Regions from separate parts of the Mus musculus genome. Here all the other regions are linked to region 1. Evidence: chromatin contacts called from public Hi-C and promoter capture Hi-C data. All regions are on one chromosome and are shown on one strand. The core of a region is the stretch at or near the end of the contact, and the rest is flanking DNA. Distances in the headings are between cores, read along the strand shown. Region 1 holds the start of Sowahc (sosondowah ankyrin repeat domain family member C). Region 2 holds the start of Eif4ebp2 (eukaryotic translation initiation factor 4E binding protein 2). Region 3 holds the start of Ppa1 (pyrophosphatase (inorganic) 1). Region 4 holds the start of Pald1 (phosphatase domain containing, paladin 1).

The links. Promoter capture Hi-C pulls out the DNA fragments that hold promoters and counts their contacts. A called contact is a pair of places that touch in the nucleus more often than the background predicts. Capture Hi-C pulls out chosen DNA fragments and counts their contacts.
Region 2: a contact with region 1 is called in a Hi-C map of B cells, with 5 read pairs. The contact joins the promoter of Eif4ebp2 here to the promoter of Sowahc in region 1. A contact is called at or near these places in 2 of 39 promoter capture datasets (liver and pre-B cells) and 1 of 484 Hi-C or Micro-C datasets (B cells).
Region 3: a contact with region 1 is called in a promoter capture Hi-C map of pre-B cells, with 3 times the contacts expected there. The contact joins the promoter of Ppa1 here to the promoter of Sowahc in region 1.
Region 4: a contact with region 1 is called in a promoter capture Hi-C map of liver, with 2.2 times the contacts expected there. The contact joins the promoter of Pald1 here to the promoter of Sowahc in region 1.

Annotation. Positions count from the first base shown.
Region 1 is chr10:59,220,441-59,223,191 of GRCm38.p6, reverse strand. It overlaps Sowahc (sosondowah ankyrin repeat domain family member C), which reads right to left and starts at 1,270. Exons shown (of 1, transcript NM_172939.3): 1 at 1-1,270. The coding sequence starts at 1,148. Septin10 (septin 10) reads left to right here and starts at 1,692. Exons shown (of 10, transcript NM_001024911.3): 1 at 1,692-1,801. The coding sequence starts at 1,784.
Region 2 is chr10:61,451,379-61,454,078 of GRCm38.p6, reverse strand. Eif4ebp2 (eukaryotic translation initiation factor 4E binding protein 2) reads left to right here and starts at 1,410. Exons shown (of 3, transcript NM_010124.2): 1 at 1,410-1,677. The coding sequence starts at 1,533.
Region 3 is chr10:61,647,257-61,649,956 of GRCm38.p6, reverse strand. It overlaps Ppa1 (pyrophosphatase (inorganic) 1), which reads right to left and starts at 1,336. Exons shown (of 11, transcript NM_026438.4): 1 at 1,166-1,336. The coding sequence starts at 1,229.
Region 4 is chr10:61,382,070-61,384,814 of GRCm38.p6, reverse strand. It overlaps Pald1 (phosphatase domain containing, paladin 1), which reads left to right and starts at 1,292. Exons shown (of 20, transcript NM_013753.2): 1 at 1,292-1,523.

The DNA of each region.
Region 1 (2,751 bases), core at 21-2,520:
GCTCCCACCAGGTTCTTTATCTCCTCTGCGATGCTCTCGCTCAGATACTGAGAGGCCTTTCTCCCGCTGTAGTCCCTGATGTCTACATCTGCGTCGTAGGCCCCCACTAGTAACTTCACCACCTCTACATGCCCATGCATCGCTGCCAAATGTAGGGCAGTGTAGCCTCCGCTCGACTTGGCATTGATGTTCACTGGCAGCTGGTGTTTGGTGGCAAAGTTGACCAACATGGCCAGGAGCTCTTGCCTGCCGTGCTTGGCGGCCCAGTGGAGACAAGTGAAGCCGGTGATGAAGTCTCGCTTCGAGAGCAGGCCGGGCTCACAAGTGAGCAGCCCTTCTAGGCTGTCCCACTTGCCCTCGGAAGCTGAGAGCATCCAGGCGTGATCCAGGGGATCCAGGGTAACCGAGGCCCCGACGCTGCTCTCCTCTTCTGCGGACGAAGAAGCTAACGATGCGGTATCGGAGTCGCCCCCTCCTCTGCTGCGACCTCCAGCGTTACCGTCCCCAGGACCCACGCTCCTCTTTAGTTGCGGGGAGCTGCCCAACACCAGGTCCCGAAAGTTCTGACGGGCCGACCTGGGTGTGTTTGGCCCACTAGGGGAACTGCCCCCTTCAGCCTCCCCCTGTGGAGGGAGTTTAAGGTTCTCGCTGGACCCGGGACCCGACGCCCAGGACACGGCCTCGACCTCCTGTGGTGGCGAGTCCTTACCTTGGGCCCCACCTTGAGCAGGGGCTGGAGGCTCTTGGTCGCTCACTTCGCCACCCAGTCCGAGAGACAACTGTGGATTTGCCTCCTGGAGCTGGCTGCCCTCGCAAGGCTCCGCTGCAAGGTCCGGGACTTGAGGCTCCTCAGTCACCTCGATACGCGGGGGCTCTCGGGGGAGCTTGGCCTCAAGCGGGGGGGAATCCCCCGTACAGAACCTTTTCTTGAGATGCACATACTTGGTACCATCCGCGGGATCGGTGCGCACGGTGGCCACGGCATTGACCAGTTCCTTGAAGCGCTCGCGGGCGCGGGTGCGCTGTTCGCGCTGGCCACCCAGGACGTCCCTGAAGTGTTGCACCAATTCCGAGTGTCCCGCCCGGCCCCCACGCTCGGCGAGGAAGCGCAGGATCGCCTCCGAGCTCAGCTCCAGTGACCCCTCCATTCACCGCGGCTCAGCTTCTCAGCCCCAGGAGCGCTCAGCCAGACACCATGGCCGGACGCCTGGAGGACCCGGAGAGCGGCTTGGGTCTCAGTGGCTGGCAGCACGCGCGATCCCAGCTTTGAAGAGTCTCGAGTCCCGCGAGCGCTGACACCGCCTCACTGGGGCCGCGTCCCAGTGGACACGCCCCGCCACACCCACTTCCGCTCGGGACTCAATCTCGGCGACAGTCCCCGGCCCGAGGCCCCGCCCACTTCCGGGCTCCGCGCGGGCTCGCAGCCACTGTTTCCGCCAGTGGCGGGAGGCGAGGGACCCAGAGCTTGGCCTCCGAGGCTCACGTTTCCACTCACCCTCCCCACACACTTGGCTTTTCGTCAAAACGCCCGGTGGGGCACACCCGGGAGAAGCTCGCCCCGAGCGCGGGAAACCCTGGTAGTCCCTGGCGCGTTCCCGCAGCCCTCCGCCTCGGCCCCGCCCCAGCCTCTCAGCAGAGGCCGCCCCGCCCATTAACGGCTGCGGGGCGCCGGGCACGCCCCTTGTCCCGCCAGTTACGCCCAGCGGGTCTCTCTCTGAAGCGGCCCGGGACCTGTGTTTGCGTCCAGCCTGAGACCACCGTTTCCCTACGTCCCACCAGGGCTATGGCCTCATGCGACGAGGTACAGCAGCTGGTGAGCCCCGCGCCCTTGGGTTCCCCGAGCCCCCGCCCCGCCCCGCCCGGTCGCCTCTGGGCCAGCGAGATTGTGACCGTGCGGCTCCGGGACTCCGCGTGTCGTGGAGAGGGGGCTCCCTGTTGCCCCAGGGCGAGGGCTGAAGAGCTCTGGCGAGCGACTGCATGTTGGGGAAAAGTTACATTTTCCAGGCTTCCTGGTCCTGGCCAAAGCGGGGTGGTGTAAATGAAATCCAGGATGATGATCGATGCCTATCACTTTGTAACGGTTTTTTTTTTCCTTTTCCCCGACTTAAATCAGGCCTTGGAATCCGCCTGATTTTGTGCAATTGTGTACACGTACATGGCTACTGACCGGAAAGTCGGCTTCCTTAGATTTTCCAAAGCTCGCGGGTTTACTGTAATGCTTGGCGGTTTTGTTTGGCTTTCCCGTCCCCTTGTAATGAAAAAAAAAAAAAACAACAAAAAAAAAACAAACAAACCACTTGACCGATCCAATGTTTTGTGCGGTTCAAATAACTTGAAAAACTTATCTTAGTTGATATAGGATATAAGCCATAGTTATCCGAGAGGTCATACTGTTTTCATAATACCAATCTCTTGTAATCTTGCTTTTGTTCCCATCATTTTAAGATTGTATGTGGAATCTTCCAGTTGTCGCAGGGGGTAGAATAGATTCTATTTCTACTTCCCTAACAGCTGCACGCAGTAAATTATTTTTCTCTACTTTAAGAAACTCTAATATTTCCCTTATCCAATATTAATGAAAGTAATCCTCTTAACTAACTCTATTGAATCCTTTGGCATTGGTAGTATTTTTGTCGGATTCTTAATCTCAAGCAACATTTCCCAAATAACTTTCTACTTACCTGAAACAAGTGACTCTTATTATTATCTTCCTATGTTGCATTTTAGTTGTAGAACTTATTTCAATAGACT
Region 2 (2,700 bases), core at 161-2,660, 2.2 Mb before region 1:
TATGGGTGCTTCTGAGCCACTACAAGTGTGCTAGGTACTAAACTCTGGTCCTCTCGGTGCTCTGCAACAGCAACAAGCGCTCTTAACTACTGAGCCCTTCCTCAGAGTCATTGATGGTTAAACCCTTAGTTCATCGTGTACGCATTGCTTTCCTTTAATAATGAGCAATTAAAATTATACTTCTTAAAATAACTTTGATTAGCTGGGTGTGGTGGTGCACGACTTTAATCCCAGCACTCAGGAGGCAGAAGCAGGTGGATTTCTGAGTTCGAGGCTAGCCTGGTCTACAAAGTGAGCTCCAGGACAGCCAGGATATACAGAGAAACCCTGTCTCGAAAAACCAACCAACGAAACAAACAAACAAACAAACAAACAAAAACTTTGATTACATTTATTTATTTATGGGCAGGCAGATGGGTGCTCATGGACTAGTGGAGAAGTCAGAGGATAACTTGGGAGAGTCGGTCTCCCCTTTCACCTTGTGGCTTCTGGGTGGTGGAACTCAGGTCTGCAGGCTTGGTGACAAATGCCTTTCTTTACCTGCTGAGCCATCTTGTGGGCTCCCAGAGTTATAATTTTTTAAAAAGATTTATTTATTTATTTTATGTATATGAGTACGCTGTAGCTGTCTTCAGACACATCAGAAGAGGGCATCGGATCCCATTACAGATAGTTGTGAGCCACCATGTGGTTGCTGATTTGAACTCAGGATCTCTAGAAGACAGTGCTCTTAACCACTGAGCCATCCCTCCAGCCCGAGTTATACTTTTAATGGTTAGATATAGATGGGAATATGAAGTAAGCCCTAAGAAAGTACTGTTAGTCCACACTTACACACCACAAACAATTACACACACACACACACACACACACACACACACACACACACACACACACACACACACACACACACACACACACACACACACACACACACACACACACACACACACACACACACACACACACACACACACACACACACACACACACCCCGCTTCCCCCCCCTCCCGCGTGCCTTAATCACCTACACTCAGCTTCACTGGGAGTCTATTATGTTCCTCTGAACTCAGCCCCGCCCCTCAAAGTCCCGCCCACCCTAAGGCTCCACCCTTCAACACTTCCTTTTTCCCGGATTTCCGGGTTCACCCTCTGCCTCTAGCCTTCGGCTGCCTCAGTCACGCCCCCAGCTACCCGCCCACTCGCCTCAGACACGCCCTCCAACGTCACGTCCGGCTTCCATATTGTCCCTCCCTCTACTACCCCTTGCTCCCGCCTTCGACCGCTTCCGGTAGTCATCGTTGCCGCTGCTGCCGCTGCTGCTCCTGCTGCTGCTGAGGCTGCAGGCGGAGGCCGGAGGACCGGGCGGCGGCGGCGGCGGCGGCAGCGGGAGCGGTATCGCAGCGGGACGACCGGGCGAGAGCAGGCGAGTTGAGAGCCGAGCGTGAGGAGCCAGAGCCGCCCGGCCCCGCCGCCGCCGCCGCCGCCGCCGCCGCCGCTGCTGCACAAAGCCTCGAGCCCGCGTCGGAGCCATGTCCGCGTCGGCCGGTGGTAGCCACCAGCCCAGCCAGAGCCGCGCCATCCCCACGCGCACCGTGGCTATCAGCGACGCCGCGCAGCTACCTCAGGACTACTGCACCACGCCCGGGGGGACGCTGTTCTCCACAACGCCGGGAGGTGAGCCGCGCCCGGCCTGCCCGCCATCACGGCTGGCGCGTGGCACTGCATGCTCGACCAACAGCTTCCTCCCCGCTGCCCGTACGGTGTGCTGCAGACCGTGCATTCTGCGCAGCGGGGCTTGCCTCTGGAGCTGTCCTACGGGCTTTGGGGAGAGGGAAGTCGGGGAGACGGACCTGGCGCGGAAGCCTAAGATGACTGGTCTGGCTGCGCCGAGAGTTCCGAGACGAGGCTGGCATGCACTCTGCATGCCTCGCCCAGTGTTAGCCTCCTTTGACAGCATTGTTTACTTTGTTAGAGGAGTCATCAAAGGTTGGGGGAGCCCCAGCTCCCACAAGTGGGACGTGTAAAATAGCTCCTTTGGTATCCAAGAAGTTGTTGGCTTTGGTAGAGGCGCTGTCAGGTTTCAGATCAGGGCTTTCGAAGAGCGGTTTTAAAGGTGCTTTGTCAAACAGCACACACTAGTCGGGTTAGGTTGCTTGATCCTAGGGAAAGGGCTTGTAGAAAAAAGCGATGCAAAGGGAGGTTCCTGAAGTTGCTTTTCAAAAGATGGCCGGGATCCGTTTACTATCACTGGAGAAGAGGTAAATAAAGTATGTTGAATTGGTCACGAGAGGAGGAAGCGCAAAGGTTGTTTGTCTCTTTTCTGGGCTGTTCTCTAAGAGGGAGGAGCCTGGAAGGGGTTCTTCCGGTGCCTTCATGAAGGGAACTGGCTTTCTGTCCCTAATCTCAGAACTTTGCCTTCTTTTGGTGACCCCGGGGGCTGGGCTTCAGCTAGAGGGTGAAGATTTGGTTAGCAGCCCTTACAGTCTATAGATCGCTGATCATGAGACAGGACTCCTAACCAATCACTTAAAAGTGGGCCTGGCCATCCTGGAATCTTGTGCAATTGGAAGGCACAGAGTAAGGGGACCTTGCCAACACCAAGAGACAGCAGTCCAGAAGGCTGTGTGTGGTAGTTAGGGCTGTGACCCTACTACTCCAGAAAGACGGGGTAGGAGAATGGCAGTTTAAGGCTAGCCC
Region 3 (2,700 bases), core at 87-2,586, 2.4 Mb before region 1:
GCCTCACCCACCACCACCCTCAAAAAAAAAAAAAAAAAAAAAAAGTGGAAAAAATACTCAGAAATTTATCCTTTTTAAAAAGTGCAAAGAGCGAGAACTAGTTAAATTACATAGTGGTACTAAATTTAGTGTTTCTTAAGTTCCAGAGAGCCCATTTGATAGACTTCAGCCTAATCCAAAGTCAAGGAGTGGCTTTGCTCTCTACCCACAACCATCAAATACTTACCACCAATACATTAAATACATTAAAAGCAGTGTGTTTATTCTGCACATATAGCTTGAAGACAATTCCCAGTGACCCAAAGGGTCACTTTAAAGGACACTGAAAAACCTGAAGCCAACACTATTTCCATGGCGAAGTTTCTGCTAGGCACTCTCTGTTCATTCTTTCAGGAATGTCTGTTTGCCCTGTCCTGAGATTGCTGCCCATCCCTTCTAAATAAACACAAAGAGGTTACAAACTGGAAGGGCCTTTGCTAACAGCATCGCAAACCTCTGTTAGCACCATGAATGTATGTATATACCTACAAGCTAAGGGCTTCCAGGAGAAACCCAGGTAGCTTGCAAGCACCTATCAGGAAAAGGTGACACACGTGGAAGGCCGATCGACTCCGCCTTTCTGAGTGCAGGGCAGGGGTTGGATGCGGGGGTAACTAGTGGGTTCCGGCACCAGGGTTAAGAACCTGGCTGTTCTCCCACCAGGTCCTTAGCTAGACGTCACCTGTCTGTCTAGGGAGGCAAAGCTTTCGGTTTCCTAGAAGCACTCCCGGCCATCAGGGCTTCAGAGAAGCCTCACCACAATAAGGCTAGTGCCGGGAAGACCTGGGCCTCAGTTTCCCATCTCTTACAACACCGGGGAGGACTCGATCCTGTTCGGCACCGAATTAAGGTCTTGAGGAAATCTCTGTCCTCCAGCCGGCGATCCTGAGGACAATCCTCTTAGGCGGTCGGTATCACCTCCGGGCACCTTCTAAGGGTGACTCAGTGGTTTCCTTTCCCCATGTGGCCCAAGTTCGAATGTGTGGAGGGAGCGCTCGCGGTGGGCACTGGGATGGCGGCCCTCGCTGGTCCCGCCGCCCGCCAGAGGGAAGGGGACGCGTCCGCCCGCCCGCCCGCTCGTTCTGGAATGAATGGGCGACCCGGCCCTCGGCCTCACGCCACTCACTGAGGAAGACGCGGTACTCGAGGGTGAAGGGCGCGGCGCGCTCCTCGCTGCTGAAGCCGCTCATGGTGTCGGAGATGCACCGCCGCCGCCGCTGCACAGCCACACAACCACACAGCCCAGACCCGGAGCCGCTGTACGGAGGAGAAAGCCCGCGCCTGCGTACCACGAGCTGGCCCGCCGGTCGCCGGCGCCGTGCCTTTAATGCGTGGGGCTCGCCTTGTACCCTGCCCCGCCCCGCCCACCCGCGCAGGCGCACTCTGCGCGACGCGCCTCCTCACGCCCCGCCCCCGGTTCGCAACCTGGGCCACGTGGCAGGCGCCGGCTGCCCTCTGGAAGCGGACTGCGGGTTGGCGGCTCCGCTGGGACAGAACGCTGGTTACTCTCCTGAGGCTTGCGGGTCGCTCACCTTTGATTTCTCTCTCTCAGGTCCTGCAGAGCAGTTCCTTATCTCGGAAGGCCTTGATAAGCCACCTGTTCCCCAGGCAGTCTTGTCTTTTCTTGTTTGGGTTTCTCATAGATCTTCATCTGCCTCCCAGAAGCTGGGAGTGTGCTACCAGCCCCCCACCCCCGGCCCAGGGCCATCTTCATTAAAGTTGAGAGTTTGGCTGACTGGGCTCTGAAAACTATAGGCTGTGACTAATGTTTTCCCAAGTGGTAGGCAATGGACAAATTTGCTTTTACTAATCTCCCTGATTCAGTTTCTCATCTGAATTGTTGGGTGGGTTCTGCTTGGACCAGACTCAAGCTGATTACTCCTGAACTCCCCAGATACCGCAGATTTCTCTCCCCACTCCAGATCCACTGGGACTTGAAATTGAAGCTCTGGGAAGACCCAGGAGTGTGCACAGAACCCCTTGAGGACGTTTCTCAGGAGTAGCTTCTCGGAGCTTGTTTTCCTAGTTCTATTGCACCACCCATTGAAGTCCAGGCTGTATCCCTCAGAGTGTGCTGTGGACGTTGGGAACTTTCACAGTCCTATAAGGTTGTGTGTGTGTGTCTGTCTGTCTTTGTGTATCACAACTCTAATTATAAGCCACATATAGCGTCTCACACCTGTAGCCCCAGACCTCAGGACGCTGACTTTCTGAGACCAACCTGAGCTACGTAGTGAGTTCTGAGCCACCCCATGCTACAGTATGAGACTATCTTAAAAATAAGACAAATCTAACCCAGGAAATTATCCACATTTTTTTAAAAAGCAAATTTTAAATTATGATAGACAGAATATCTTTCTAAAATATTTCTTAACTATTTATCTCAAAGACAGTTTCCTTTCAACTATTTTCAAAACAATCTCTAATATATAAATGGAATGCATAAACCACGTATTAAGTGGAAGCCTAAGAAAGTTAATTTCTAAATTGGCACGGTGGTGTATACCTGTAGCTGCAGCACTTGAGAAGCAAAAGTAGGAAGATCATGAATTCAAGGTCATCCTTGGCCAGTCTGGACTACATGAGACTCCCGCCTCAAAAATAAATAAATAAATAAATAAATAAATAAATAAATAAATAAATAAATAAATGGTAACGATA
Region 4 (2,745 bases), core at 43-2,542, 2.2 Mb before region 1:
GCAGAAGGGAGTCTGACATAGAGGGCAGGTAGTCCTGGGGCCTCAGTTTCCCCATGTATTAAAATAGGAATAGCGAGGGCTAGGGATATGCTAGAGTGTTTGCATGCCCAGCATACACAAGAATACTTGATTTCAACACCCAGCACTGCATAAGCCAGAATGAGGGACCGTGCCTATAATCCCAGCATTCAGGAGGAAGGATTTAGAATTTCTAGGTTATTTTTAACTAAATATTGAACAAAATCAACTTGGGATATATGAGACCGTGTGTGTATGTGTGTGTGTGAACAATGATAGGTACATAGGTACCTGCTAAGATTACACAGATGAGATACCGCTGCAGACATGCTGGGTATCTGGCCAGACCACCCTTAATGAGTCCTTTTAGGGTTGCAAGGCCCTCCTTCTGCATAGTTCAAGTTCCCTAGCTTGATTTTGGCTAAAGGCCAGGCCTGCAAAGTCTTCATCCTGGTCACAACTCCCTGCAGAGCGTGCCAAGGACCCTCTAGCTCTGACTGGGGCCAAGGCAGGTAGAGGCAGGAAGGAAATATTCCTCAGTGTAGGGAGAGAGAGACAGAGAGAGACAGAGACAGAGAGAGAGACAGAGAGAGACCTCATTCCATACATCAAAGAGGCTTTCCTGAGACCTAAGCAGGGGTGAGTAAGTGCCCATGGGTGATCCAAGGTCAAGGGTCAGGTACCAGAGCCCCAGAGCCCACCACCACTTGGATGCGTTGGGTAGGGGTAGTGGGGCTGCTCTTCTTCCAAAGACTGGGAGCTGCAATTTTCCTAAGCCAGCGGTCAAGGTGACCACCTGCTCTTTTAGGGCTTCATCCTTCGACGTCTATTCGGAGAGGCGTCAGACCTTCCCTACGGAGCTCAAGTGGCACAGGAGAAATGCTGATTCTGGGGTCCAGGAGAAGCAGAAAGGGGAAGCCCGGGGCTACAGACATAACAGGGGCCCTGGAGTAGGGGAGGGGGTGTGGCGCCACCAGCCTAAGCATTTTTCTCCAGCCATGGAGATTGGAAGCCGGCCTTGGGTATCTTCCAGAAGGAACCGACCAGACAAGGAAAGAGGAACTTGCTTCTCCCGCAGGTTCCCTCTACCCTAGGGTTTTCCTCCAGGCGTAGGGCGAGCAGACGGAGGATGCTGGCCCGGAACCGGCTGGATTGAAAGAGGGGGGAGGGGAGTTGTGCCTATCCGACCGTGGTGGGGTGAGTGTATCTTTAAGTCCGCACCCCCTCCTTGTGGGCGGAGGCCGAAGCTGTGACCGCGCCCTCCCAGGCGTGGGAGGGGGGATCCGGACTCGAGGCGGGGTTCTGGGGGTGATCCTGGCCTCGGTGGCCCCGGGCTGGCCGGGTCTGCGCCGCCTGGACACAGCAGGAGCTGCCTCCGCCCCCGGATGGGCTGGGAGGGTGGGCGGAGTCATCTGGAGCCCGCGCGGGTAGTGCCCGAAGCCCGCCTCGGCGCCGGCAGTCCCCGGCCGCATAGCGCGACGCTCTCCCGGAGCTGCGGCTGCCAGGTAAGCACGCGTGGGCCGCGCCGAGGGAGGATCGGGGTCCCTCGGTTTGGGGCGGAGGCGTCCGAGCCACCCAGGCCTGCCCCAGGTCGGCGCCACCATGCTTTCTCAAAGCTGGAGCTGCTCCCGGGTTGTGCGCAGGTCGATCCCGGACTCATCTCCTGTACTCTGGCTTCCCTCGGAGTGAGGGACAACATGGAGTGGCGACACCCGCACTTCTTGGCCTGGGAGCCCTCCGGGCCAGCTGGGCTGGGCTTCCGAAGAAGTTAGGAAAGATAGCCGCGTTGTGACCCCGGCATGGGGTCCCCAGACTTATCTGCAGGACCCTTGAGGCCCAGGGGCAAGGGAGCAAACTGAGGGGCCTGGCAGGCACTGGCTTTGATTCGCCGCTCGGTTTGGTCTCTTTTGAGGTGGGGTTTCCTTGGTGTGAGCGAGGGTGTGCGTGGAGCGTGAGTACATTCATGTGCCTGAGCATGACACCCCCCTCCCCCCAAAAGACATGGACTTAATAGAAAGGTAGTGTTTGGGACACTGACTGTCCCAGTTCCTTGTAGTGGCCAAGCTGCCCTTGTTTTGTAAATCAGACTCCACAAAAGCCTGGCCCGGGGTGAGCTTGAGGCATCTCTGGTCTTCCAGCCAGAGAGTATGGGCCGGTCCTTGTCTGCCCACAGCCAGTGACAGAGCACCTGTGGCTGTGGGCTCCGGGCCATGCACAGACAGTGTGGGAGGTGGGAGGACTTGGAAGGGCTCTGTCCTGTTGTGGCTCTGTCCTGCAAGGGAAGACAAGAGAGAAACACTTGGCCAGTTCTCTGATAGGGAGTTTGATACCAGCCCTGGGCTGGTAGCCCTAGAAGAAAATGCCAGGAGGTTCCTCAAGGGAATTGCAAAACACCGGCGCAGCGAGGGTACTCTCGCTGGGTGTCCTGTGACTTTGCTGATAGATGTGTTTAAATGTCCTGGTGCAGGCAACCCCACCCTCCTCATTAGCATTACTAATCAGGACCGCTTTGCACCTCGCCTTGTGCGGCGGTGGTGCTGGGGCGGGGGCGGGGGTGGGGGGATGGGATGGGGGCAACAAGCGTAGGATGGCTGGCAAGGACTTCCTGCTTCTGTGTGTCCACCCCACCCCCATATTTTGTTTGCTTTGGGGGTGGTGGTGGTGTCCAAAGACCCATTTGTTTCCTCCAGTCAGATGGAGCGCAGGTTTGGGGCTGCTGAGGTTTGA